Linked DNA regions of Mus musculus: all the other regions are linked to region 7. The links are chromatin contacts, called in public HiChIP or PLAC-seq, Micro-C and promoter capture Hi-C maps. All regions are on one chromosome and are shown on one strand. The core of a region is the stretch at or near the end of the contact, and the rest is flanking DNA. Distances in the headings are between cores, read along the strand shown. Region 1 holds the start of Tomm5 (translocase of outer mitochondrial membrane 5). Region 2 holds the start of Nr4a3 (nuclear receptor subfamily 4, group A, member 3). Region 3 holds the start of Zcchc7 (zinc finger, CCHC domain containing 7). Region 4 holds the start of Fbxo10 (F-box protein 10). Region 5 holds the start of Grhpr (glyoxylate reductase/hydroxypyruvate reductase). Region 6 holds the start of Zbtb5 (zinc finger and BTB domain containing 5). Region 7 holds the start of Anp32b (acidic (leucine-rich) nuclear phosphoprotein 32 family, member B).

Region 1 (3,421 bases), core at 817-3,316, 1.3 Mb after region 7:
AGGGTCTTACACTCTGTCAATCAGGAAGGTGCTAACATTGTCAGTCATTCTCACAGTCAAGTTTTTTTGTTTGTTTGTTTGTTTTTTGGTGTTTTTGAGACAGGGTTTCTCTGTGTAGTCCTGGCTGTCCTGGAACTCACTCTGTAGAACAGGCTAGCCTCGAACTCAGAAATTCGCCTGCCTCTGCCTCCCAAGTGCTGGGATTAAAGGCATGCACCACCATGGCCGGCCTCAAGTATTATTCTTTTGTTTGTTTGTTTGTTTGTTTGTTTGTTTTTCGAGACAGGGTTTCTCTGTGTAGCCCTGGCTGTCCTGGCACTCAATTTGTAGACCAGGCTGGCCTCGAACTCAGAAATCTGCCTGCCTCTGCCTCCCGAGTGCTGGGATTAAAGGCGTGTGCCACCACGCCCGGCTTCAAGTATTATTCTTTTTTTTTTAAGATTTATTTATTTATTATATGTAAGTACATTGTAGCTGTCTTCAGACACTCCAGAAGAGGGAGTCAGATCTCCTTATGGATGGTTGTGAGCCACCATGTGGTTGCTGGGATTTGAACTCCCGATCTTCAGAAGAGCAGTCGGGTGCTCTTACCCACTGAGCCATCTCACCAGCCCTCAAGTATTATTCTTATTTAACCCCAAATTCATTGTTGTTATACAGTGTGCCTGCAAAAAGAGACGTTCTGATATTGGATTATGTGAAAAATTCAGTTGTCCCATTCATGTCTGAAAACTCTAACTTGATTTTCTCTCATCTGTCCAGTGTTGATCAGTTTTGATCTGGGCTCATACTTGCTGTAGTCCAAGATCTTCATTAGAATATTTAAAGATCAGTTACCTCCAAAAAATGAGTGTACAGAAAAAAAATGTGGGAAATGTTAGAATTTCAGTGTCTGGGACACTAGCAGTCTGAGCTCACTAGCTGAGGGTGATAACCTTGACCTCTGTTTTTTGTTTGTGTTTGTTTATCTTGGGATTGTTTGTTTGTTTCAGATTGTCCTTGTAATTACTTTGTAACCCAGGCTGCCCCTAACCTTGCAGTAATTCTTTTGCCTCTGTCTTCTGAGGGCTGAAATTACAGGTGTGAGACACTGTTTCCACCTTGACCTTGAACTCATTCGTTTGTTTGTCTGGAGACAGGATTTTTCTGTGTCACCCTGGCTGTCCTGGAACTCACTCTGTAGACCTGGCTGGCCTTGAACTCAAAGATCTGCCTGCCTGTGTCTCCCAAGTGCTTGAGCCAGCACTGCCCTGACCTTCAACTCTTGACCCCTTTTTTCCAGCAGCCCAGTGCTGGGAACACAGGTGTGTGCAGCACTGTGCTGGCTAGTTTTTGTCAACTTGACACCTAGGAAGCGAAAACCTCAATTGAGGAATTGCCTCCACCAGATTGTCCTATTGGTGAATTTGAGGGTCATTGTGTGACTACTAGTTGATGGAGGAAGGCTTAGCCCACTGTGGGCAATGCCACCCGGCAGGTGGTCCTAACCAATAAAAGTAAGTTAGCTGGTTGAGGCCAGCTAGCCAGTAAAGACAACGTCTCCGCTTGGTTTCAGTTCCCTCCTCTAGGTTCCAGCTTGAACTCCAGTGCTGGCCTCCCTGGATAACGTTAACAGGTTAGGTGAAACACTTTCCTTCCTAAGTTATTTTGGTGGTGTTTATCACAACAGCAACACTATCCAGGGCTTCATGCATCCTAAGAAAACGATTTGGCAAACGAACTTCATTCCCAACTAAGTTGTTTTAAATTTCAAACCTAGGAAGGACAGACTAAAATGTGCATTTCACGAAGTACTGTCTTAGATTCTTCATAAATGTTATTATTATTTATAATGATATTTTTGCACACACCTCCCTACTTTACAGCATAAAACAACTTTACAGGTGGCACTCTCCCGGCTAGGGACCAAAACACAGTCCAGATCCACCCAAGGCTCAGAGACTTAAGGCGGCGGCCGCCCCCTTCAGGTCTCTTTGCTTCAGACACAAGAAGACAGGATGAAATTTTCCCCTCACAGGTTCCCGTCACAGGACAGAAACAAGGGGTGGGACAGGAAGTGGAGCCTGGCTAAGTTCCGGGTGCAGGGCGGCCACTGGAGGAGAGCAAGCTGCTGCTCTCGCAAGCTTTGGAGGCAGAGCCGCCGCAATGTTCCGGATCGAGGGTCTCGCGCCCAAGTTGGACCCGGAGGAGATGAAGCGGAAGATGCGTGAGGATGTGGTCTCCTCCATTCGGAACTTCCTCATCTACGTGGCCCTGCTGCGAGTCAGTGAGTGTCCTTCTGGGCTGTGACCGTGAGGCCACGCGTCCACACCCAACCCTGCACGCGGTCGTGGGGCCTTGAGCTGAGCATCCTGGGGAGAGTGGGGTGCTTGCACGTCCAGGACTGCCCAACTGCGCACACTCTGGGGGTCTGCGGGTCCTGGGGATGTGCCCAGTGCACGTGGTGGCGGAGGACGCGTGGTTAAGTCACCTTTGCTCGCCCAACGTTTGTGCTTAAGAAGCTCCCACGTGTTATCCTCGGAGCAATACCCTCGTTTTGCAAACCTAGAAACGGTCCCCGGAAGGTGGCTGACCCAAGGTCATTTGGCCGTTCAGAGAACGAATACAATTCCGGCTGAGCTCTTAATAAGGTAGCAGGCGCTTTCTCTCTCTGCTTGCCTTTGAAGTACAAGAGATTAGCTTTCTTTATGTTTGTTTGTACAGAGGGTGAAGTAAATAATTGGTTTTTCTTGGAGAATCTCTGAAGCGTTTGATCTCAACATTAACAAAAGTTGCTTGATCTGTGCCACCTCACCCCAAGTGAGAGCTTGAGTTCATAGGACACATACTCAAGGTTAAAGCCATACTGTCAATTTAAAAGTCAGGGGCTGGCTAGGTGGCTCACTGAGTTGCCTGAGCCGGATCCACACGTGGTGGCAGGAGAGAACCAGTTTCCAGAAGTTGTACTCTGACCTCCACACCTGTACCACTTCTTCCTATTGTCCAGTGCTTGCTTGCCTGTGGGAGTCTTCTGGGCAGGGAGAGGCAGGAGCGATTCAAATAATTGAAGAACATACCAACATTTTTAGAAGACTGGAGTTAAGGCCTCCCTCATTTGGGTGCCTCTTTTGCTGTACTCTCTGTATTGCTGGCTCCTCCAGGACAGGACATCTTGGGGGAAATGGAAGCACCCAAAACATCCTGCTTACCCTTTAAACTTTAGCTTTCCCATCCTTCTCTTATAGGCAAGAGCTCTCAAGGAAATGTTAGCTTAGTGCACTGATTTATTCTATTTAATGATTTTTATTTAGAACCGGGCATGGTAGCACACACTTTTAATCCCAGCACTCAGAAGGCAGAGGTAGGTGGATCTCAATGATTTTTTTTTTTTTTTTTTTTTTTAAAGACCAGCCTGGTCTGCAAATGGAGTTCCAGGACAGAC
Region 2 (3,442 bases), core at 370-2,869, 1.6 Mb before region 7:
GTTGGGCAGCTTTTCTTTCTCCAACTTGGTTCTATAAGAAACATTTCCCGATTGTTGGCAAAGGAGCTCCAGAATTGGAACAGCGGAGGAATGGCCGAACCGAACCCTGTAACCTCTCTCCCAGCCCTCCCAGGCCCTAGGATAAGCAGCTCCAGAGCACTATTGACCACAGTCCCCGCGGCTCTTCCCTCGGGAGAAGCCGGGCACATAAACAAAAGGCCAGCTCCAAGAACGTTCTTGGAAATCAAGGGACCAATGCTCATGAGCTCCCGCATGACTGCCGGAAGCCTCCAACAGGTTCGAGAGGTGCCTTTGAAAGCCAGTCTCCGCCGGCTGCGCTCCGCTGCTCGGCTCCCCTTTTCACCATCGAGAACTTTCCTTTCTACTAAGAAGAAAACACTCGGAGCAACTTCTCCGAAAGCTCATTGAAAAGTAACACAAGCCTTTCCCACACCAGCCAAGGCCTGGAGAAGAGGGACCTGGTCCCCACGCGTGTCGGGGCGCGAGAGTCGGCAATTACACCCGATTACCTCCATGGGGAAAAGTGTAAACCAGCAAGTCGGCGACGCCAGGCAGACGTGCCTAGTGGAGCCCGGGGCTCATTTCAATACAATAAGCCGCATTCCTACAATTACACCCTCTTTGCTGAGCTCCTCCAGAGCCTCTGCAAACTCCGGCCGCTGCTGCCCAGGCACTGGCCCTCCTAAGCTTTCTCCCAGACAACCAGCTCCGTTTCACCATTAGACACATTAACTCGGACCCACCAGAGTCCCTATTTCCAATTCCACTTAAAAGGCAGGAAAATTACTGCCGTTCATCACCGGGGCTCCAACTCTGCCTCAGCGGCAGCCGCTGCCGCCGCCGCCGCCGCCGCCGAGAGCATCATTACCATGACAACTAGAGCCGAAATACCCTGAATTACGACGCTGGAGCAGCTACAGCACAAATCCAGGTCCTCCTCTTTGTTAGAGGCTTTTAGCCTCTTTGGGTGGGGAGAGGAATCTCACAAGCTTCAGAGTCCCTGAGGGCCAGCTACAAGGGAAAAGTTTCAGCTTGGAACCCACCGGTAGCTGGGCGAGAAAACCTGAAAGGGGAGGCGGCGGGAGGGGGCCACCCCATATTAAAAGTTGTCAATTTCAGGAGCGACACTTCCCAGCGCGCCAACTTTTAAGCAAGTCCCCACATTAACTGGGCATATCGTACGTACTTGGGTGCTGTGGCGGTTCCGTCTTTAGAGCGAGTTTCTAGAGAGCGACCCCGAAATCTGGATTGGGGGAGAGTCACAGCTGCTGTCCCGGAAGGGCTGCGGTGCACAAACCCAGCGGCTCCCAGAGGCGGTGAGCGGCTGGCGGGGGATGCTGCGATCCCAACTCATGGGAGAGCGCCGCCGAGAGGTTCCGCAGGCATCCAGTCTCCGGCTGCGACCAGGGGGTAGGATGTCGCCACGTTTCCCACCTCCACGGACACTGCGGGCTCTGTCAGCGTTGCAAAGTGAGCCCTGGAGGGGCGTCCGGCTGCGGCGCGGCGCGGCGCGACACTGGCGAGGGAGCCGGGTGAGAGGGGTGTGAGCGCGCGGGAGAGAGTGGAGTGTGTGTGCGGAGCGTGTGAGCGCGCGTGTGTCTGTCTGTGTGTGCAAGTGAAGGAGCGGGTGTGAGCGTGTCTGTGTATGGGGAGCGGAGGAGGAGCAGGCGCTGGAGGGGTGGGGGGCGGGAGGCAGGAGACTCGGCTCTCCCGGCTGCGCGTTCGCTCGCTCTCTCGGCACGTCATTTATGCCACAGGAGCCCTAGCAGCCTCTCCATAGAGTGCCTGGAATGCGAGACGTCAATGTGACGACATGGGACGCTACGTCACCCTCCTCCTCCCTCCCCTGGCCCAGCCGGTTCCGCGTGTGCGAGGGTGTGTGTGTGTGTGTGTGTGTGTGTGTGTGTGTGTGTGCGCGCGCGCGTGCGCGCGTCCTCCGGCCATTCTCACGGCCGCACAATGGAAACCACGGGGAGCTGCGGACCCCAGCCCTGAGGCTTCTCAGATTCGCGCGGCCAACCCCTCTGCACGGGAGCCGCTTGCCAGGGCGCCGGTCTACCAGAGGGTGCCGCAGCCCGCCCGCGGGTCAGGCGGGACCGCCCAGCTGTCAGGCTCCGGGTGGAGCAGAGTTGGAGGAGTGCTGCTGGCTCGCCTCCGAGGCTGCCCCGAGGCATCTAGCCAGGTCCAGGGGGTAAGAGAGAGGACAGCTCTTCCGAAAGGGAAGGCTACGCCAGCCAGCTTCTCCGAGTGACCTGGCAGTCGCAGCTGAAGGAGTCTGGCACCAGGCCGAAGACTCCCAGAGGTGCAGCTGTGCTTCCCTCATGCAATGGTTCTAAGGCTGTTTACGTCCCTCTGGCCCTCTGCGCCTAGGCTAATTTGCCTCTTCCTCCTGTCATGCTGTTAGTGTTTCACCCTAGGATGCAGACAGTTCCAGGGACAAGATTTTATTTCTTTTTACTTATGGTGTGAGGTTCTTGACTGGACGCTTTATAATCCAAAGAAGTGCACATCCAGCCACGCGCGCGCTGCACGAGAAACTATATATAAAACAAACACACCACACGTGTTGAACAGCTGAGTGAGTCTGACTGTTCCTCTACTCCCCAGCACCGGGTCAGACATGGAACTCAACTCGCATTTGAGGGTTGTAGATGCCTCCCCTTCCACCTCTCAAATGAAATATTCAAAATCAGTCAACAGGATTCATTAGGTTGTCTCTAGGGGATCTTAACTATGGTCTCCTGGGGCGGGGGGCGGGGGGGGGGAGGTACATTTGTCTTCCAAGTATGTAGAAAGTCTGGGCGACTGTATAAGGGACAGCGATTTTTTCCTGGAAAAAAATTTAGGGTGTCACTTTCTTGCTGAGAACAAAACAAAACAAATAACAAAAACAAAACAAAACAAAACAAAACATGTTTGAGTTAAGAACTCTTAGTTCCAAAGGTTGCTGCTAACTGAAAGTAACCTCTTTCAGAAAAAAAAATTTTTTTTTACGAAGACGTTAGAATGAAACAACACAGACAGACGCGGTCTCCAGTGGTCTGCTAGAATCTCAAGTGGCATTTTCTTTTGATCTGCCCCAACAATTGAGCGTGTGGGTGGCAAAGTTGGGGGAATAGGATCCCCTAGTCATAGCACATGCTTCAGAATCTAAGAAGGTTCGAACTAGGACCAGAAACTCGAAAAACAAAACAACACATGCATAGTGTGTCTCTCTGTCTACGCCTCCACTTTCACTTTAGCCGGCTGGTGTGCTTAAGACCGTGAGCGGACGCTCCGAAAGTTGTCCCAGTCCAGAGGAACCGAGCCCCCTGGCTGCGGGTGCGTTCCCATCCTAGCCCAGAAGGAAGGAGGGCGCTCCTACATTGAATCCATTCAAAGGCTGGGGGTTGGGGGAGCAGGACCTGGAGCCGCGCGGCGC
Region 3 (3,027 bases), core at 114-2,613, 1.7 Mb after region 7:
ACAATGGGCTTGTCTCCATGTCAGAAATGCATGCTAAATTTACTGATGTTAACTTCTAACTACTCTTTGGACTCTGCTGGAAACAGTGCTTCTCCTATTTGTCCCATGCACTGTTAATCGTGTAGTTTTCATACAATTTTCACTTCCAATTCTTCCCTCAGATCATTCCCCATCCTCTGACTAAATGACAATAATTAACTGTCCCTAAAGCACAACACCGTCTTAAATACACACGCTGCAATTTAAGGTCTAAATGTTCAACACCAAGTCGAGAGCTTTTGAAGGGAGCCTAGTCATTAAATTAAGGGTGATTTTATACTTGGGAAAAACAGGCTCAGGAAAAAAATTATCCAATGGGCTAAAAAAGGCCCTTAAAAGTTTCCTTCTGCCGGGCGTGGTGGCTCACCCCTTTAATCCCAGCACTCTGGAGGCAGAGGTAGGCGAATTTCTGAGTTCGAGGCCAGCCTGGTCTACAAAGTGAGTTCCAGGACAGCCAAGACTATACAGAGAAACCCTGTCTCAAAAAAAAAAAAAAAAAAAAAAAAAAAAAGTTTCCTTCATTCAACCCTGAGACTTGAAATCACAGTAAACTCGACCTAAAGGTATTCTGAGCGTCGGCAGCTAATCAGTGATGGCTGGAACTGGGGGCTGCCAACTCCCAACCTCGATTTCCCCACAGTAAAATTGACTACAACTGTCTGCTGTTAGGGTGTGCGGGCGCGGGGGCAGAGGATCATCTTAGGATACCCTGGTTTTATATAAGGAATGGGGCATAGTTCCCAGATTCTTTGTGTCTACTCGTGAAGCGGCTACTTGACAGCACCAGCTTAAGGTGGCCCCCGACTGGACGCATCCTTGAGGGCCAGGTTCCCCTCAGCGAAGGGAGACCTCCACATTTCGGGACTGGCCCACCTCCCCAGGACGGGTGAACCGTGGGAGGCGGTGGAGTAACGCCGACAGAGAAGACGTGCCCGTCAAGGCCATCGCCGCCCAGCCTTGCCCAAGCCCTGGTCTCGGGCCGCCAAACCCCAGCCCGGTCACTGAGCCGCGTGGGGCGGCACGGAGCTGAGAGGCCATTTGCTGCGCTGCACTGCGCTGAGCCCCGAAGGACCGGGAGGGGAAGGCCAGAGAGGGGCACGCATTAGTTCCACAGCTCCGCGGGCGAGGCGGAGAGGGGAAGGGGTCCCCCGGCCGCGGGACAGCTCGGGGTCCGTCACACACATACTCACTGCCGCGGCCGCGACCAGGAAGCACCAACCAGGAACCGAAACGCGTAGAGGAACGGGGAGGGGCGAGGACAAATGAGGTAAGGAAGCCGCGTCCGCGCGGACTCCAGGGAGGAGAAGGTACTTCCGGGGAAAACAGAGCTCTTGGGAGCTGTCCTTCCGCCCAACCCGCGAGTCCTCCGAGCGCATGCGTAACGCTTATTAACCCTTTGTTTTCTCCGCCTATAAACTTTGTGTTTGGTTTTGTTCTTTTTTTCTTCATCCTTCCTTTCGAAAAGAAATCTCGGCTGAAAAAATTATGGTGCATATTTTTATCTTATGAGTTATACTAAATAGAAGCTACTTGAAGGGCAAAAGTAAGTGCGAGTTCACTTACTCCCGTGTTGGAAAGAAAACTACAATTCCCATGATACCTTGGTCCGGTCGGCAGGGGCTGTCTCTTTTCTAGCTCTGGGTGACGCCCTCGTAGTAACACGTGGCGCAGAGCAAATCGGCCCCTTTTCCGGGTGGAGGTCAGAGTTAGTAGGGGATTTAGGGTTAGTAGGTGACTTCGGAGAGGGACCTTGATAATGCCAGCGCGGGAAGAGGCATTTTTGAGAGTGTCTGGTTTGGGTTTTGGTTTTTCCGCTAGTGGGAATAGTGACCGCACGGCTTTTCTCACCTTAGGTTGTAAAGTGCACTCGGAGGTGCTTCCGCCTTGTTAACTGTTTGTGAACCGTGAAGAGCTGCACTCCTGCAACACGGAGTAAATGCTGTTCTTTCTGGTACTAGGAGACGGTGTTCACGGCCTCCAGCATTGGTTCCCTTGGTCACACCTTTAAGAAAAAACAAAAAAACAAAAAAACTTTAATTATGAGGTTGGACGTGTAACCCAGTTGGTAAAGTGCTTGCTTACCGCATAGAAGGCCCTGGGTTCATTTTTAAGTTCCACCACATAAGCAGCCTAGTACAGAGGAGGTGGAAAAAGGAAAATAAGGAATTCAAGTTCATCCTTAGCAACGTGGAGCAGTCAAAGATAGCCTGAGCTACTTAAGACCTTGTCACAGTCAAACACAAACAAACATAAGTTCATCTAAGCAACTTTACAAATACCGAATTAGGTACTGACAACATCCCTGATAGATGAGTTTGATTTTAAATCTTTTTGCCAACATTTATTGAACATATTAGAGCCAAGCTGTCAGCCTTCTACGTTATTAGAAAACTAAGCTTATATTTACTTAAACTAAATTATAGGGGGGTTGGGGGAAGAGTTTCAGGAAAATGTCAGGCTGTTCTAGAAAGTCCAGATAAAGTAGAAGAATTTTAAGGTCTTGTTACAGTATTAGGAGTTTGAAAATAATTACAAAATTCGATTAGCATTATGGTTATGTGCTAGGAAAGAAAGGGACAAGACACTATAAAAAGGCAAAATTGAAAAACCTATTTGGGGGATAGAAAAAGTGGTATAGAAGTAGGTCACATGTTTGGACAGTTCAGGGAATATGTGCCAAAGGAATGCTGTGTGTGTGTTTGTGTGTGTGTATGTGTGTATTAAAAGACTGAATTTTTAATCAAGGGCCATAATAACTCCTCTTAGTATATTGTTAGCTTACAGGTGATTTCACTAGACTCCTCCCAGGGACCGAGCAAGGGATTAGAGGACCTATAAAAGGACTGCTGGCCACCCGGCTCTCTGTGTGTTCCATAATCTCATATGTCCTCTCCTTTTTCTTTTTTCCCCTCCCCCCTCTCTGTTTTCAGAGTTCCCTCTCCCCCGTCTGTCCTCAGAGGTCCCCCTACCTCTTGCCCTCGTGGCCCC
Region 4 (3,381 bases), core at 612-3,111, 1.4 Mb after region 7:
AAATGACTCTGCCTGAGTCTAATCTCTCTATAAAGCAAAAGTCTACATGGCCGTGGAGACTGTATGTGCCCTCGTTCATTTGCTATAAATACGAATGACATGCCAGGCTGCTAAGGTGAGCAAGCCCACTCCAGTCAAATGAAGTAGAGAAGTCAAGAGACAAGAGCATTACACACATGGTGGGATGGAGGCCTGCGCCAGACAGATGAGGGTAAGAAGAGAGGAGCAACCAGTCGCTTACAAATACTGTTCTTGTGCACAGACATGCATGTAGCCAAAGCACACTTACGCATAAAATAAAAATAAGTAAATCTTAAATAAAACGCCACTGTCTTGACGTTTAAATGTTTATACAAGAAATAAAATCCCCCCGCCCCCGTGGCACCTTTGGACAGATGAAGAAGACAGACAGCATGCTGTGTTAGACGGGCCCCATTGTTGTCCTTTGAATGTCCTAACCTTTTTAGAGAAATGCCAACACAAACAATAATGTTTGATAGCACAAATCCAGGAACTCAGGCTTTTAATTGGGTATTGAAATTCATATTCAGCCTGCTGGTTTCATACAATGGGCCACTTTTCAAAGGATTAGACGTGCGATCGGTTTGCCAAACGTAAGCGACGTCTAAGCATGGCCTTTCCACTACATCTGTGTGCTTGCTGAACAGCTCTCGGTCAGCATTCAATTGTTGGGTTTGGGTCTAGGTGTTTTGTTTGGGGTTTAAACAAATGAATCGTTGAAGGCTGGGATGTAGGGGGGTACAGGGGGTACAGGGGGGTAGCACTTGCTCAGCATGTGCAAGACCCTGAATTTGCCTTAACCACTGCATAAAACAACACCCCCCCCAAATTTGACTTTACTGCAAAACTGTCTCAGATCCGTGTGTGTGCCCCCATATCCACTTCCAGTACTTCAGGCCAGTCTCTACTTCTCTTGTCTTCTCAGCACAGAGTATCGAACACCTGCATTCTCCCCCTTCAATGGCTTCCTTTATCATGGCTTATGAAATACTGATGACCTCTAATACCCTTTTATCTAAGACCTCGGGATGGTGGGATACAGGGTTGGAGAGACAGCTTACTAGTCAGGAGGTTTATTGCTCTTGCAAAGGATCCACTTGGTGGCTCACAACTGTCTATATTCAAGTTCCAAGGGCTCCGGCTCCCTCTTCTGGCTTCCAGGGCCCCCTGTGTGCACATAAATCAGGTGCATAAAATACGCATAAAAGTAAAAAAAATCTACAAAAAAAATATTTTTTCTTAGGAGTCGTCTTGTCTCCCTCAGCGCAGGAGCTTTCTCTGGCCTCTTTCACATAGCTACTCTCATGAGGTCATCACATTCCTCAAACCCTAGTTTTCAACCAAAGAGCTCTTTTCATGTACTTCATATAATTTTAAATACATATGGACTTAAACAGCTTTTCCGGTTTATCCTCTCCGCCACAGAGTGGATTTCAGAACAGGAGCCACCACCGCTTTGTTCTCTTGGGCCCATAACTAGTAGTTGGTGCAACAGGTACTACACACATCATTTGCGTTGTGCCAAACGTTTTCCACACAACCCACCCATGGCCCCAAGTCCTTCCTGACTTCTAGCTGGGCTCAGGGTGACTCCAGCTCCTATGTGCTCATATGCACGGAGCCCAGGGTGCTGTTAGGCTATAGTGGTGATGGGAAGGATCCGCCCGCTTCCAGGCCCCTAGGAGCCTCCGGCAGTTCCCGCCCACGATGCTGTTCCCACCCCTTCGGAGGCCACGCTCGCCCTCCATCGCCGAGCCCCGCTCGCCCCGCCCTCCTTCCAGTCTCACGGCCGCGCGCGCTCGCAGGCCAGCCCTACACCCGCGTCACGTGACAGCCACCGGGGGCGGGGCTCGCGGCGAAGTCGGACCCCGCTGTGGCCGAGCGCCGCAGTCCTCCGGCAGCCCTGCGGCTTCCAGGGCGTCGCGGCCGCGGCCGGGCAGCGCCGCTCCCTGAGGTAAGAGGCGCAGGAAGGAGGCTTCTCGGGAGCCCGCGGATGCTCCAGGCTCACCGGCCGCTCGGTCCCTCCGTGGGCCCAGCGTTTGGCTGGGGTGCGGGGACCGGGCCTGGGGGCACTGCGGGAGGTGGGGGGCCTCGGCTGCCGGAGCTCCGGGAGAGCTGTGCCCCCGTCCGCCCCCACCCCGGACCCACCCGCGGTCGCCTCCAGCCCCAGGGCTTTGCAAGTGTCTGAGAGAATGAATGCGATTTTGCGGTTTGCTAGCCTTCACCTGGGATGCAGGAGAGAGCGTGCAGTCGCGCACCCAGTGGGTCTGGTTTTAACAAGTCGCGGAGACTCGGTTTCCGCAAATCTTTGAAGGAAGAGGGGACGACCCCCTGCCCGGCCTCCCTCCTGCACTGATGGCAGAGCCGTTTGGAGAGCCAGAACTCCGGAGTTGGTGTTAGTTCCATCCACCACCCACTAGCCAGGCAACCTTGAGCCACGTCGGTGGTGCTTCTGTTAAAAGTAGAGATGATGTAAATGAGCTAAATACCTAATAAAAAATGGAAAAAAAAAATAAATAAATAAAAGTAGAGATGAATTCTTCGGCCCGAGGTTGCTGTGAGGATTAAGCAGGAAACGTTGAGGACTCCTTAGAGAGCACTCTCCGTGTGAGCATTGTTAAAATAGCAATCTAGGAGTCCATGATAGACGTCTTTCTCGCAGTAAGCACACCGTCCTCTGTGAATGTGATTCTGAAAAATGTGTCGTTTTGGCTGAGGAGCCCTCTCCCCTTTCCCAGGCCCCCTTTGCCTTCTGTTTCATATTGGCATGTGAACCTGTTGTTCCTACCGAATGAGTCAGGCAGGATGGGAACGCTAATTTACTTGAGCAGATGGGTATCAGATTCCCTCTGAGGGGAAAGAAAACTGTCAGGCATGTGCTATCACAAAAAAAAAAAAAAAAAAAAAAAAAATACAGTAGGGTGATTGACTGTCTACTGGAAGATGCCTAGGAGCCCATGGAATCCAGCCGTCTCCTGCACACAGAGAAGCTAGACCAAGAACGAGGCCAGGACTTTGATTTTGCTCAGCCATCAACACTGTTGGCCTTGGGTAGTAGAAAGAATGCTTGAGCTTGCCTATGTTCTAACTCAACTGTTCGTTTATTCTGGCAACAAGATCCAGACAATGGTGTCTGCCCCCATGGAGCTGTTTGCATAGCTAGCTATGTTAGTTATATAAAAGTCTGTATGTGCACACACAGGTGTGTGTGTGTGTGTGTGCGCGCGCGCGTGTGCTCACGTGAGTCCATGTCTGTGTGTGTCTGTGCCCCTCTGCTGGTTTGCGGTATGTTTTATGATAACAATAAGCTTTCAGCTCCCAGAGAGCTGGCCTCATAGCATCTGGCCCCAGGAGACCAGC
Region 5 (3,439 bases), core at 57-2,556, 1.5 Mb after region 7:
AAGTGGGGAACACTGACAAGAGCTGAAGGCTCCTCTGGTCACGGGAGCACTTGAGTGTGCTTCCTTAGTAGCCTCAAATGTGAGGTGCTCCTCCAAACCCTTCCGTTGCACTCAGAGCAGTCCAGGTGTGTGCACACAGGAGACACTGGACAGTGGCTGGCAGGTCCCCAGGTCCATCTGTCTCTGCTCCTCAGCACCAAAAGTACCAACAAAACAAGTCCTTGGGAAAAACTGTACTGTGCTAGAAAAAATTTCGAAACAAGTCACAGTCCCCAAACCATCAGAATTTAATCCCAGCATTCAAAACGCAGAGGCAGACGGATCTCTATAAGTTCAAGGGCAGCCTGATCTACAAAGCCAGTTCCCGGACAGGCAGGGCTGCTACACAGAGAAATCCTGTCTTGAAAAAAAAAAATCAGGAAACAAACAAACAAAAACTGACTGCCGAGCACTCTCACCTCCTCCCAAACTGGCATGGTAACACAAAGCCGGCAGGACAAAGTGACCCGCCTGCAGCGGATGAGGACTAAGCATAAGGGCCAGGCCTGCCACCTGGAGCTGAGTGACCCCAGGGCAAGGTACAACAAGCCCATCCAGACTGTTTTCAAGTGATGCAGAAATTCTAAAGCTGACTTCACAGTCTGTGTTCACAGCTCCTGGCAAGGCTACCCACTAAACAAGGTTCAATAGGAAGAGAACAGTCATCAAATGGCCCCATCGAGTATCCAAGGAGGCAAGCCAATGACTGTCATAGTCCCTGAACACTACTTCTGCCTGCCAGCTAACCCTCAGTGGGTAAAATTCACAGCCTGCACCTTGCCCCATAGGCAATCTCACTTCACTGAAACATGGAGACCAATAGCCTGGGGCCCGGAGCAAGCTGCCTCCCGGAGAACTACGGCCCCAAACTCCAAGCCAGCCCCTTGGGGACACAGCTGGCAACACCTGAGCAAAGTCCCCATGCGCCAGAGCCACCCTCTCGGGTCCTGGCTCCGCTTCGCCTGCCTGCCAGGCACCCGGCTCTTGAGAGGTGGCCCCCAGCCCTGGGACAGCTCTGGAAGCCCTAGCGGCGTGTCTCCATGGGTGCAGGGGTGTTTGAGGTTAGGTGGACAGGACAGCGTGCCAGGGGCACGGCTGCAGCCCCCGTACCGACGCGGGCGCTTACTCTGCGGCCTGGGCGAGCGCAGCCCTGCCCTCGGCAGGCAACGGGCCAGTGACGAACACCTTCATGAGTCGCGCCGGTTTCATAAGACCCGCAGCAGCAAACACGTACCAGGCTGGCCTTGCAGGAGACGACGGAAGTGTGGGCGGGGCCGGCGTTAGGGGCGGGGCCGGCGCTGGGGGCGGGGCCGAGCCCGGGACCTCTATGGTCTGGTATAGCTGTGGCTGTAGCTTTGGAGACCAAGTGTCCCGGATAGAGGCTCTGTGTTAGTGTGGGTTGAGTGTAGGACTTGGAGAGCCTTCTTTGGTGTGTGTGCTTTCAAGAGTAACATGGCCTCGAGACTGTCAAACACCACTAGGAGCCTGGAGTGAGGGGCATTATGAGGAGGGACCTGTGAGAGAGACCTCTCTGACTATGCTGTCGGTATTGGCAAAGGAGAAAGCCCTGTGAGGCCTATCTTAGCCAAACTATCCCAGAGGCTTCTGGTTAAACACACGGAATTCTAAGCCGAGCCTGACCTGCATGCTGAGGGAGGAGACTGAGGGAGAGGGTCTGAGTCCAGACATTATAGCTTTAATACTTAGAATGATTCCTTACTGGGACTTTACAATTGTGATGATATTTTAGCCCATCACGGGCCACCCAGGCGAGCTAGACACAAGTGCTAACTGTCTGGAAGCAGTTCCTGAGCAAGCAGGGACCAGGTATGCTGAGCCACGGGTAGATCCAGGGTTTGCAGGTAGATGGGACTGAGTCTGGATCTTGGCTTTAACCCTTTCCAGTTGTTTGACCTTTAACCCTAATCTGCATTCCCACCCCTGTTTCTTCAGGCACATCGTGAGGTTAGCATTTCCTTTGAAGGTTGTTTTCACTACTGAACAGGGGTGCTTAGCCTGAGGGTGGCAGAGCTCAAGCTGCAATGCCCAGATGCCTGGGGCTAAATGCCCGATTCACCACCGTGAGCAATTATTAAACGTTGTGTGCCTCCATGTCTTCCTTATCTGTCCCATGGGGATTGTAGTAATGCTTGCCTTGGCTTGTTGAGAGATGAAGTATGTACTGTGCTTATAATAGAGACTAAGGCAGGCATGGCGATTATGCTTATAATCCGGCATTCAAGAGGTAGAGGCAGGACTGTTCAAGGCCAGCCCAGACTTTACGGCAAATGATGCAGATCCTGAAGGCGGTTTAGGACTAGCTCAGGGCCCCAGGCCTGTCCTTCAGCTCTGCAACCTCACTTCAGTCCAAGGGCTGCTCAGTGACTTGGTCTCTGGTCTGGAAGGGCGCCAAGGACAACACAGTGTACTCTTCACTGATTTTATGGGGACCCATGAGGACTCTAGTACAACACACACGCAGTGTTGACAGATGTCAACTGGGCCATTTGGGATGTTTATTTATTTATTTATTTATTTATTTGAAACACATAGTCCCCACCAGCCTCCAGCTAGCAGGAGATGGCCTTGAACTTGCCGGAATTACATGTACCTAGCACACTTCCTGTTCCTATCTGGGTCCAGGCCAAGGCTTTGCACAACCCTTCCCGTCCTAAGTAATACATTAATGTCTCCCCTACTGACCCGTTTGCTAGGTCACTGAGGGGAAAGGAAAGGTCCTGAAATTTGTCAAACATTGACACAAGGTGTTTTCGTGTCCCCAGGCCAGGCCTGCTGGGCTCGGCTCAGCTCTCTCCACATACCCAGGACAGGCAAGGACAGTAGGGCACTGGACACACATGTCAACAGGGGCCGTGTGGGTCGCTCCCTCAAGGCAAATCGTCAGCTGACATTCAGAGGGTACTATAGGTTGGAAAGAATGTGAAAAGAGACCACAGAGCCAGCCAAAGGGCCTACAGCCTGCCCTCCACTTCAGAGGCTGAAGCCAAAGAACACCGGGCATTGACAATGTTTATGGAGGCCTTAGTAAGCTCAGAAGACTGCCGTACCAAACACTTTTCCTGGGAACTCCCCAGTGGCCACGTTTCCCCAATCTACAGACACTGAGGATGAGAGTGGGACAAAAAGCTGCTCAAAGTCACACAGCCGCTAAGAGGCAGTGCTTTCACCACCCAGAACATGTTGTAGGAGGTGGGTACAGGGCACCAGAGAAGAACAGCTTTTGGCACCGGCTTGGGAGAACTTCCAGAGGGGCAGCACCGTGATTAGAAGTGGGCACCAGGAGAGGACGGGGAATGACAGGCGCCTGGGTATGTGGGCTGACAGAAGAGACCCCGAAGCTCAGTGTATGGTGGGTTGAAGCTGAGGAGCCTCATCCAGG
Region 6 (3,145 bases), core at 628-3,127, 1.4 Mb after region 7:
ACTAGTATAAAACACAGAAACTATGGATAATAAAATTGTAGTAACCCATAATCTCACATCCCTTTAAGAGAGCCATTGCTAACATTCTGTTTCATCTCTTGGGTTTATCTCTGTGCATATGCACTTTTTCTTCTTTAACAGGGTCTTACTATATAATCCTGCTTGGTCTGTAACACATTGTGTAGACCAGGCTGGTCTCAAACTCAAACTCATAGTGGTCCATCTGCTTCTGCCTCCCAGTACTGGGATAAAATGTGTGAGCTACCACACCAGGTTCTATTTTTGTGTAATTATTATTCTACTGTATTCGGCTCTGTATGCTCTCTTAAAAAACATTTTGTAGTGGGAGTGGATGGTAGAAAAGGGAGAGAATGTCAGGAGCTAAAGGGTTAATCTGGAAAGGAAACTGGGATGAGGGAAAGGGGAGGGTATTGAGGGCATCCTCTTCCCCATTTTAACTGGTCAATAAAGGCTGAGGCCTGTAATTGGGCAGGGGAGGGGAGAGGTGGGAGGTCTTGGAGAGTAGGGACAGGTAGAGAGGAGAAGGGAAGGGGAGAGGACTGAAGAAGAGGAGGAGCAGAACCACGTGGCCAGGAGAAACTGCAAATAGCAAAGGGTCTCGCAGCTGGGGAATAAGTTAGCACAGTGCTAGAGCTGTCCAGTCTAGGTACATAGCTTATATTTATAACTGGATTGTGTGGTTTTTATATGGGTTTATTGGGGTTGGGAACTGGTGCAAACTAAGGATGGATGAAGCCCTAGGAAACCCTATTAGCTTGTGAACCAACTAAGAATTTTATACTATCCTTCACTTGGGAAAAGGGATTGCTTGCTTATTAATTGACTTAGTAGGGCTCATCCCTTGTGGCCTGTCCATTCTCACGCAGGCGTGAACTGAGCACAAGGACAGCTGAGCCCAAGCCAGGAGGTAGCTTTAGTCTACGGTTTGTTTGAATTCTTCCCAGGACTTTCCGAAACCATGGTGATAAGCCCAGTAAACACTTCCTCTTCCAAACTGCTTTGTTCAGTTTTATCAAAGTAACAGGAAAGCTATCTAGAACACATAATCTTGATTTTACTGCTCGGTGGTATACCGCAAGAGGCCAAGGCGGCAGCCGGGCCTTCCTCTTTCCCACCCGGTCCAGCAGACTCTTTTGCGGCATTGATAAGAGGGCTGAGCCCTGAAGTTTTAAGGTGGTGGCGACTGTAAACTTGATTCTGGAGTTGATGGCTTGGTGGGCACACGTCGGACTGAGTTCCGACCCTCCCGTTGCTATGCTGGACGTCTGGGCAACTGAGACGCGATGCGGGCGACGATCCACCCAACCACCATTAGACCGACGGCATTTCCTACTCATTGTGAAGCTCGCCATTCGTCTCACTCGGCTTCTTGGGGTTCCGTTTACATCTTTTCTCAAACCTACAAGTTAGAAGTAATCTCCAGCTCACAGCGAGAGGAAGTCACCTGTCCTTCAGACTCCAGGTCACAGTCAGCGCGAGCCAATGGAGGGACTCAGGGCTGGCAGTAGTCATTGCGATTGGCTCAAGTAGACGGAAAACACTAGCTTTCCTTATTCATGCTGAGTTCTGATTGGGCGTGACATAAAATAGCTTTTCTACAGGCCAAACCTGGTGTTGCTAAGTGATAAGTCCCGCCTTCAAAGATCTTTGAGAACAGTTTTACGGGCTGTAAGGCAAATTGTGATTGGTCAGAGCGCTCACGGATGCTGTGGTAGTAAACACAGCCGGGGTCCTGGGATGGCGGATTGGTCAGATTTTCAGAACGTCACTCCTACTGTGGCCCCGCCCTCCTGATGATTGGCCATTGGAGGCCTGTGGAGGCGGTGACATGGGTACCTCACATCCGTTTACTGTAGGCCTCCGCCGGGTCCTCAAAGAACCGCGCGAACGGGCTGAAGGAGCCGGGAGCGAGGGGCGGGGCGGGCGGAAGTCACAGCCGGGGAAGCCAGTCTGGACCTTCCCGCCTCCTTCCTCAGGGTCGGTCCGAGCGGAGGAGGGCCACCGCCTCCTCCTGCGAGGAGAAGGGGGGCGGAGCCCGGCTCAGGTGAGGCGACCCTATCAGCTAGAGTGGCCTGGGCGCGCGCGCGCGGGGCGCGCTCACGTGCAGGCGGTTGTGCACCGGGAGCGCGCCGAGGCATCGGGGAGCGCGCAGCCGTTCCGGGGCCGCCTGTCCACCCTGTCTTACTGCTGAGGGGTATTGTTACCCTTCGCCTCGGTGGGGCCAGGAGGGTGGTAGCTCAGTTCTTGTGCGCAGGCGTCCCCTGTGTCCCGACGCCCGGCTGTCGGTGCGGGGTGGGCAGGGACTAGTGCCCTGCAGATCTGCTGCTGGACATGGAGCCTCTCGGGATGCTGTGGGAACCCGCGCTCGGGATCTGCATCCTAGCGGGATGAGCCGAGGAGCGGCTGCCCTGCGGGATGGAGGCGAGTGGCTCTCTTGATCCTGCCCTGGGTCCTCCTGAGCGATGAGGTTTCGTTTCATCAGAGCAAGGCCATAAGCTGTCTGGATTCGGGAGCCAGCGGCCGACGACAGGGGTGGAGTCAGCGTTTGGGAATGCCCCAACTTGTTAGACAAAAGTGTTTAGTAGGCATTTATTGAATGGCCACTTCTTCCAGGCTTCGTGCGAGGAGCTGTGGGGTGCGGTGGTAAGAGACAGCGGTCCCATCTTCCCCTGGAGGACCGACTGCTTAGCACATAAACAACAGTAGAAATAAGGGAGCGGTTTAAGGGTTTCTGCTTTGTTTTGTTTTTCTAAAGTGCCACTTACTATGGTCAGTCTGCGTCCGAGCATCGTGGCGAACACTGTAGGAACCACATTTTGGTTATTTTTATTTTTGGAGGAAAATTTTTGGGTCAAAGACTCTTGATTACCTTAGTAGCGTGATCTGAGTCTAGGTAATTAAAATTAATAAAATTCGCAATTTTCAAGGACTGAAAGAAAAACATTTCCAAAATATGTTCTTGTACTGCTGAGTTGAATTTACATACATTTAGGTTTTTAGAGATTGAAGGGAATACTGTGCCTTACTCGTTCGTGATTTGTCTTTGTATGACATGTGTACTTTATATGGTTTTAAAAAGTGGACCGGGCACTTCGTTAGTTTGCTAGAGATTTTTGCTTTCATT
Region 7 (3,373 bases), core at 364-2,863:
GGCGCCAGCCCAGGCCGCCTGTCCCGCTCGACCTCGTGGGCCCAGGGTCGAGCCCACGCGCGCCGCAGCGCACGAGAGCGGCGTCGGGCCCGCGGCCTGCGCACAGCCGGCCGCAGAGGCCGCCGCGTGGAGCACGTGCGGGGCCCAGGCCGCCCCAGCCCCGCGTCGGCCACCGTTGCCCTTTTAAGAAGGGGGAGGGCGCCCGCGAGGGGACGAGGCGGCGGTGGCCGAGCGCCGCGCTTCCAGTGCGCGCGGAGACGAGCCCCGCGGGGCGGGGGCAGCCCGGGGACCGACAGGCAGCGCGAGGGCGGCCGGCTCACCCGGCGGAGGAAGACGGCGCCCGCCAACATGGCGCTGTGGCGCGCCCCGGCTGGCGCGCGGAGCCGCCGGCCGCCCACACCGAGGGGCCGGCCTCCCTCTCGGGCAAGGCCCCGGGCGGCGGCGCGGGGGAGGGCGAAGCCACCGCGGCGGTGACGGTGCCGGGCCGGCTGGCCCGGGGAGCCCGCGTGGGCAAGGCCGAGGGCGAAGGCGAGCCGGGCAAAGGAGGGGCAAAGTTGGATTTTTTTAGGCTTGAAAAAATGGCGGGAAGCGCATCCTTTTTTCAAACTTGGCCTCGGGAGGGGCGGCGGTTGCGCCACCTCCGCCGCCAGGCCCGCCCCTCCCCCGTTCCGCGCCAGGCCGCGCCCGAGGGGGGCTCCGCGCCCCCCTCAGGGACCCGAACACCCTCCTCGGCGGCGAGGCCCTGTCGGCCGCGGGGCGCATGGAACCCGGCCCGGCCCCGCGGCGGGCCTGGCGGCGGCGCGGCGCCTCGGCAGGCCCGGCCTCCGCCCGGCCGCGCATCCCGGGAGGCTGCAAACATGGCTCCCAGCGTTACACAACCCCCGCGCCCGCCCTCGCCGCCGGCCACACGCGCGAGCGCTCCCTCCGGGAGAGGACCGGGCGGGCGAGCGGCTCAAAGTTTGCTTCTCCACCCGCCGTCCTCCCCGTGGCCGCGGGGGCCCGCGGGCGCCAAAGAGTTAAAGCCCGCGCGCTCGCTCCCCCCTCCGCGCCTTCCGCCCGCCTTCCCTGTCCCCGTCCGAGCTGCGAGCAGCGCCTTCCCCGCGCCGCGGCCGGAGCCCGGTGGCCCGCAGGTGGCCACCATTACTTGCAAGTCATCGGGGGGCGCGGGCGCCCGAGGGGTTCTGCTTACGGCTGCCGGGGTCCGGTTCCTCAGCTCCAGGTGGATCCTCCTCTTCATATCCATGTTCCCCTCGTCCCCCCTCTCCAAACTTAACTTTCCGCGGCGGGGGCGGAGGGGGGAGAGGCGACCCGGCCTGCGCGGCGAGGGCCGTCGGAGGGAGGCGGCTGGAGGAGGCGGCGGCGTGGTCCCCGGGCGGCGTGCGGGCGTGCGGGCGAGCGGAGCCCCCGGAGCCAAGTTACTCGCGGGAGCGGAGAGAAACCATGGAGGGAAAAGGGGGCTGGAGCGCGGCTCTGGCCTCACTACCGCCGCCCCCGGCCAAGGCCCCGCACTGCGCTTAAACCGGCGACGCGACGCGGCGGCTGCTCGGCTCCACTCGGCCCTGCGCGGCGCCGCTCGGCTCGGGAGCCCGGGCTGCAGCGCGGACTTGGGAGGCGCACGGAGGGCGGGGCGGGACCCGCCTTAAGCTCAGCCCGGACTGCGGCGCCGCCTCCCGGGTCGCGCGCGCCTCCTGGCCCTCGGGTCGCACGTGGGCTGGCTGATGTAAGACCTTCCGGTGCCGGGACCCCCGCCCCCACCCCCACCGGCACCCGCGCTCTCCTGGAGGTCGACGGGCAGGCTCAGCCTCGCGCCTTCTTCCGGGCTCTCCCGGACCCAATTTCGCCTGAGCCTTCGGGCGCCCTCAGAGGCTGTGGCTTTGGGGTTCACCCTGTTCCTCCCAGTTTTGAGGCCCATAGCCCGACCTCGCTGCCTTTAGGTCCAGTGATGTTAGAAGTGCCATCGAGGACCCTGGTGAGGCTGTGCTCGCTTCCCCGCCGTGTTGTACTAAAACATCAGCAGGGGCAGGCAGCTCCAGCCTCTTGCCCAAGCCACGCCGCATCTGAGCATCCCCAGTTCAGGAAACTTTCCCCTTGGCACGTGTTTGTTTTTAAAAATAAAAAATTTAATATACTTTAGAACTTTATCAGTACTTAAACTACAAACTAGCCAAGGAGACAGAAAACAACTATACATAAACACTGTTTTTAAACATGTGAGCCACTAGTGAAGGAAACCATTAGTAATTTTAATGACGCCTCAGTCCCCACCTTCTGACTTTTATCTCTTGGGGCACCCGTGGAAGATGTATACATTCTTGGTCACCATTAAGTTGAGTCCTGGGTTGGCAGCCTTTGTCAAAGTCTAATTTTAAGGGTCCCTGGATTTAAAGCACACGGCGTTGTGTTAAATGAGGAGCCTACCTCTGATATTAACCAGAGGCACTAAAGATTACTGTTTACTGGAGAAAAACATCATCTAGGTATTACCCTAAGATTTTAGTGCAAGAAGCCTCTTCCTATCATCCCATTTTGCCTTAGAGGCCCAAACTTTTAAATGATTATATATCAGATTCAGAAATAATAATTCAAGAGAAAAGAAGATGTGTAGGTTATGGGGGAAAGGTGAATAGTTATAGGTGTAGATTCACTCATAATTCCGTGGTAGTCTGGAAGGCTAAGACAGGAGAATGTGGGGAAAGGAAGGGAGTGCTGTGCTCCTTGTCACAAAAGATCTCCAACTATTACCTGATAGGCTTCACTGAGCTATGCAAAAAGCTTTTCAAAAAAAAAAAAAAAAAATCTACTGAAGCGCTTCCATAATCAATCACCGAGCATTGGCTTTTAAGAGCTTGCGCTGTTATGTCCCATTTAACTTTCAGGCAACCCCTATGAAGTTGGTGATATCTTAATTGAAAAAAAATGAGGAATTAAGGTTTAATCATCACCAGTAGCCCAACAAAGTTAAGCTTTATAGGTCTGGTTCAAATCTGCCATATTTTTGCTCCACCCTGGTCTAGAGTGAGTCACCGTTGGGGACTCTTACTTTGGTACACTGGATGGAAAACAGTTGAGGGCCCTATGAGAACAGGTAGCCCACAGGTGGTGTCATGTGCTGTTGGTGGCAGGTATGGTCTGCGAGAGAGGAGTAGTCTGGTAACTCCCAAGGATGGTGGGATTGATCCTAGCTAGTATGTTGAGACTGTTATCTTTCCCATGGTAAACAGTCTACAGGATGAATGTATGTTTAATAAGATTAAGCTACAGAGTAGTTAATAAGCACAGCCACAGCATGCAACAACAACAAAAAAGAAGGCCAGAGAGTCAGAGGAAGAGCGACTACAGACAGGGCACTGTGCCTTCCTGCACAGTCGGTGCT

What was found. Promoter capture Hi-C pulls out the DNA fragments that hold promoters and counts their contacts. A called contact is a pair of places that touch in the nucleus more often than the background predicts. HiChIP or PLAC-seq counts read pairs in DNA pulled down with a chosen protein or histone mark.
Region 1: a contact with region 7 is called in a promoter capture Hi-C map of liver, with 9 times the contacts expected there. The contact joins the promoter of Tomm5 here to the promoter of Anp32b in region 7. A contact is called at or near these places in 2 of 39 promoter capture datasets (liver and pre-B cells).
Region 2: a contact with region 7 is called in a Micro-C map of embryonic stem cells, with 5 times the contacts expected there. The contact joins the promoter of Nr4a3 here to the promoter of Anp32b in region 7. A contact is called at or near these places in 1 of 484 Hi-C or Micro-C datasets (embryonic stem cells) and 2 of 115 datasets of contacts at active chromatin or transcription factors (astrocytes and thymic regulatory T cells).
Region 3: a contact with region 7 is called in a promoter capture Hi-C map of liver, with 2.8 times the contacts expected there. The contact joins the promoter of Zcchc7 here to the promoter of Anp32b in region 7. A contact is called at or near these places in 2 of 39 promoter capture datasets (the 3T3-L1 cell line and liver) and 1 of 9 other capture datasets (liver).
Region 4: a promoter capture Hi-C map of liver shows a contact between it and region 7, with 4 times the contacts expected there. The contact joins the promoter of Fbxo10 here to the promoter of Anp32b in region 7. A contact is called at or near these places in 2 of 39 promoter capture datasets (hippocampal neurons and liver).
Region 5: an H3K4me3 HiChIP or PLAC-seq map of embryonic stem cells shows a contact between it and region 7, with 5 read pairs. The contact joins the promoter of Grhpr here to the promoter of Anp32b in region 7. A contact is called at or near these places in 1 of 39 promoter capture datasets (hippocampal neurons) and 1 of 115 datasets of contacts at active chromatin or transcription factors (embryonic stem cells).
Region 6: an H3K27ac HiChIP or PLAC-seq map of epiblast stem cells shows a contact between it and region 7, with 11 times the contacts expected there. The contact joins the promoter of Zbtb5 here to the promoter of Anp32b in region 7. A contact is called at or near these places in 12 of 39 promoter capture datasets (the 3T3-L1 cell line, 3T3-L1-derived adipocytes, the HPC-7 cell line and 6 more), 2 of 484 Hi-C or Micro-C datasets (CD4 T cells and embryonic stem cells), 4 of 115 datasets of contacts at active chromatin or transcription factors (astrocytes, double positive thymocytes, embryonic stem cells and 1 more) and 1 of 9 other capture datasets (adipose tissue).

What each region holds. Positions count from the first base shown.
Region 1 is chr4:45,106,758-45,110,178 of GRCm38.p6, reverse strand. It overlaps Tomm5 (translocase of outer mitochondrial membrane 5), which reads left to right and starts at 2,066. Exons shown (of 2, transcript NM_001099675.1): 1 at 2,066-2,266. The coding sequence starts at 2,146.
Region 2 is chr4:48,043,482-48,046,923 of GRCm38.p6, reverse strand. Nr4a3 (nuclear receptor subfamily 4, group A, member 3) reads right to left here and starts at 1,619. Exons shown (of 8, transcript NM_015743.3): 1 at 1,208-1,619.
Region 3 is chr4:44,754,895-44,757,921 of GRCm38.p6, reverse strand. Zcchc7 (zinc finger, CCHC domain containing 7) reads right to left here and starts at 1,363. Exons shown (of 9, transcript NM_138590.4): 1 at 1,230-1,363.
Region 4 is chr4:45,083,084-45,086,464 of GRCm38.p6, reverse strand. Fbxo10 (F-box protein 10) reads left to right here and starts at 1,861. Exons shown (of 11, transcript NM_001024142.1): 1 at 1,861-1,975.
Region 5 is chr4:44,979,261-44,982,699 of GRCm38.p6, reverse strand. Grhpr (glyoxylate reductase/hydroxypyruvate reductase) reads right to left here and starts at 1,306. Exons shown (of 9, transcript NM_080289.2): 1 at 1,166-1,306. The coding sequence starts at 1,248.
Region 6 is chr4:45,011,144-45,014,288 of GRCm38.p6, reverse strand. It overlaps Zbtb5 (zinc finger and BTB domain containing 5), which reads left to right and starts at 1,877. Exons shown (of 2, transcript NM_173399.3): 1 at 1,877-2,065. 1700055D18Rik (RIKEN cDNA 1700055D18 gene) reads right to left here and starts at 1,479. Exons shown (of 1, transcript NR_166789.1): 1 at 1-1,479.
Region 7 is chr4:46,449,166-46,452,538 of GRCm38.p6, reverse strand. Anp32b (acidic (leucine-rich) nuclear phosphoprotein 32 family, member B) reads right to left here and starts at 1,613. Exons shown (of 7, transcript NM_130889.3): 1 at 1,190-1,613. The coding sequence starts at 1,243.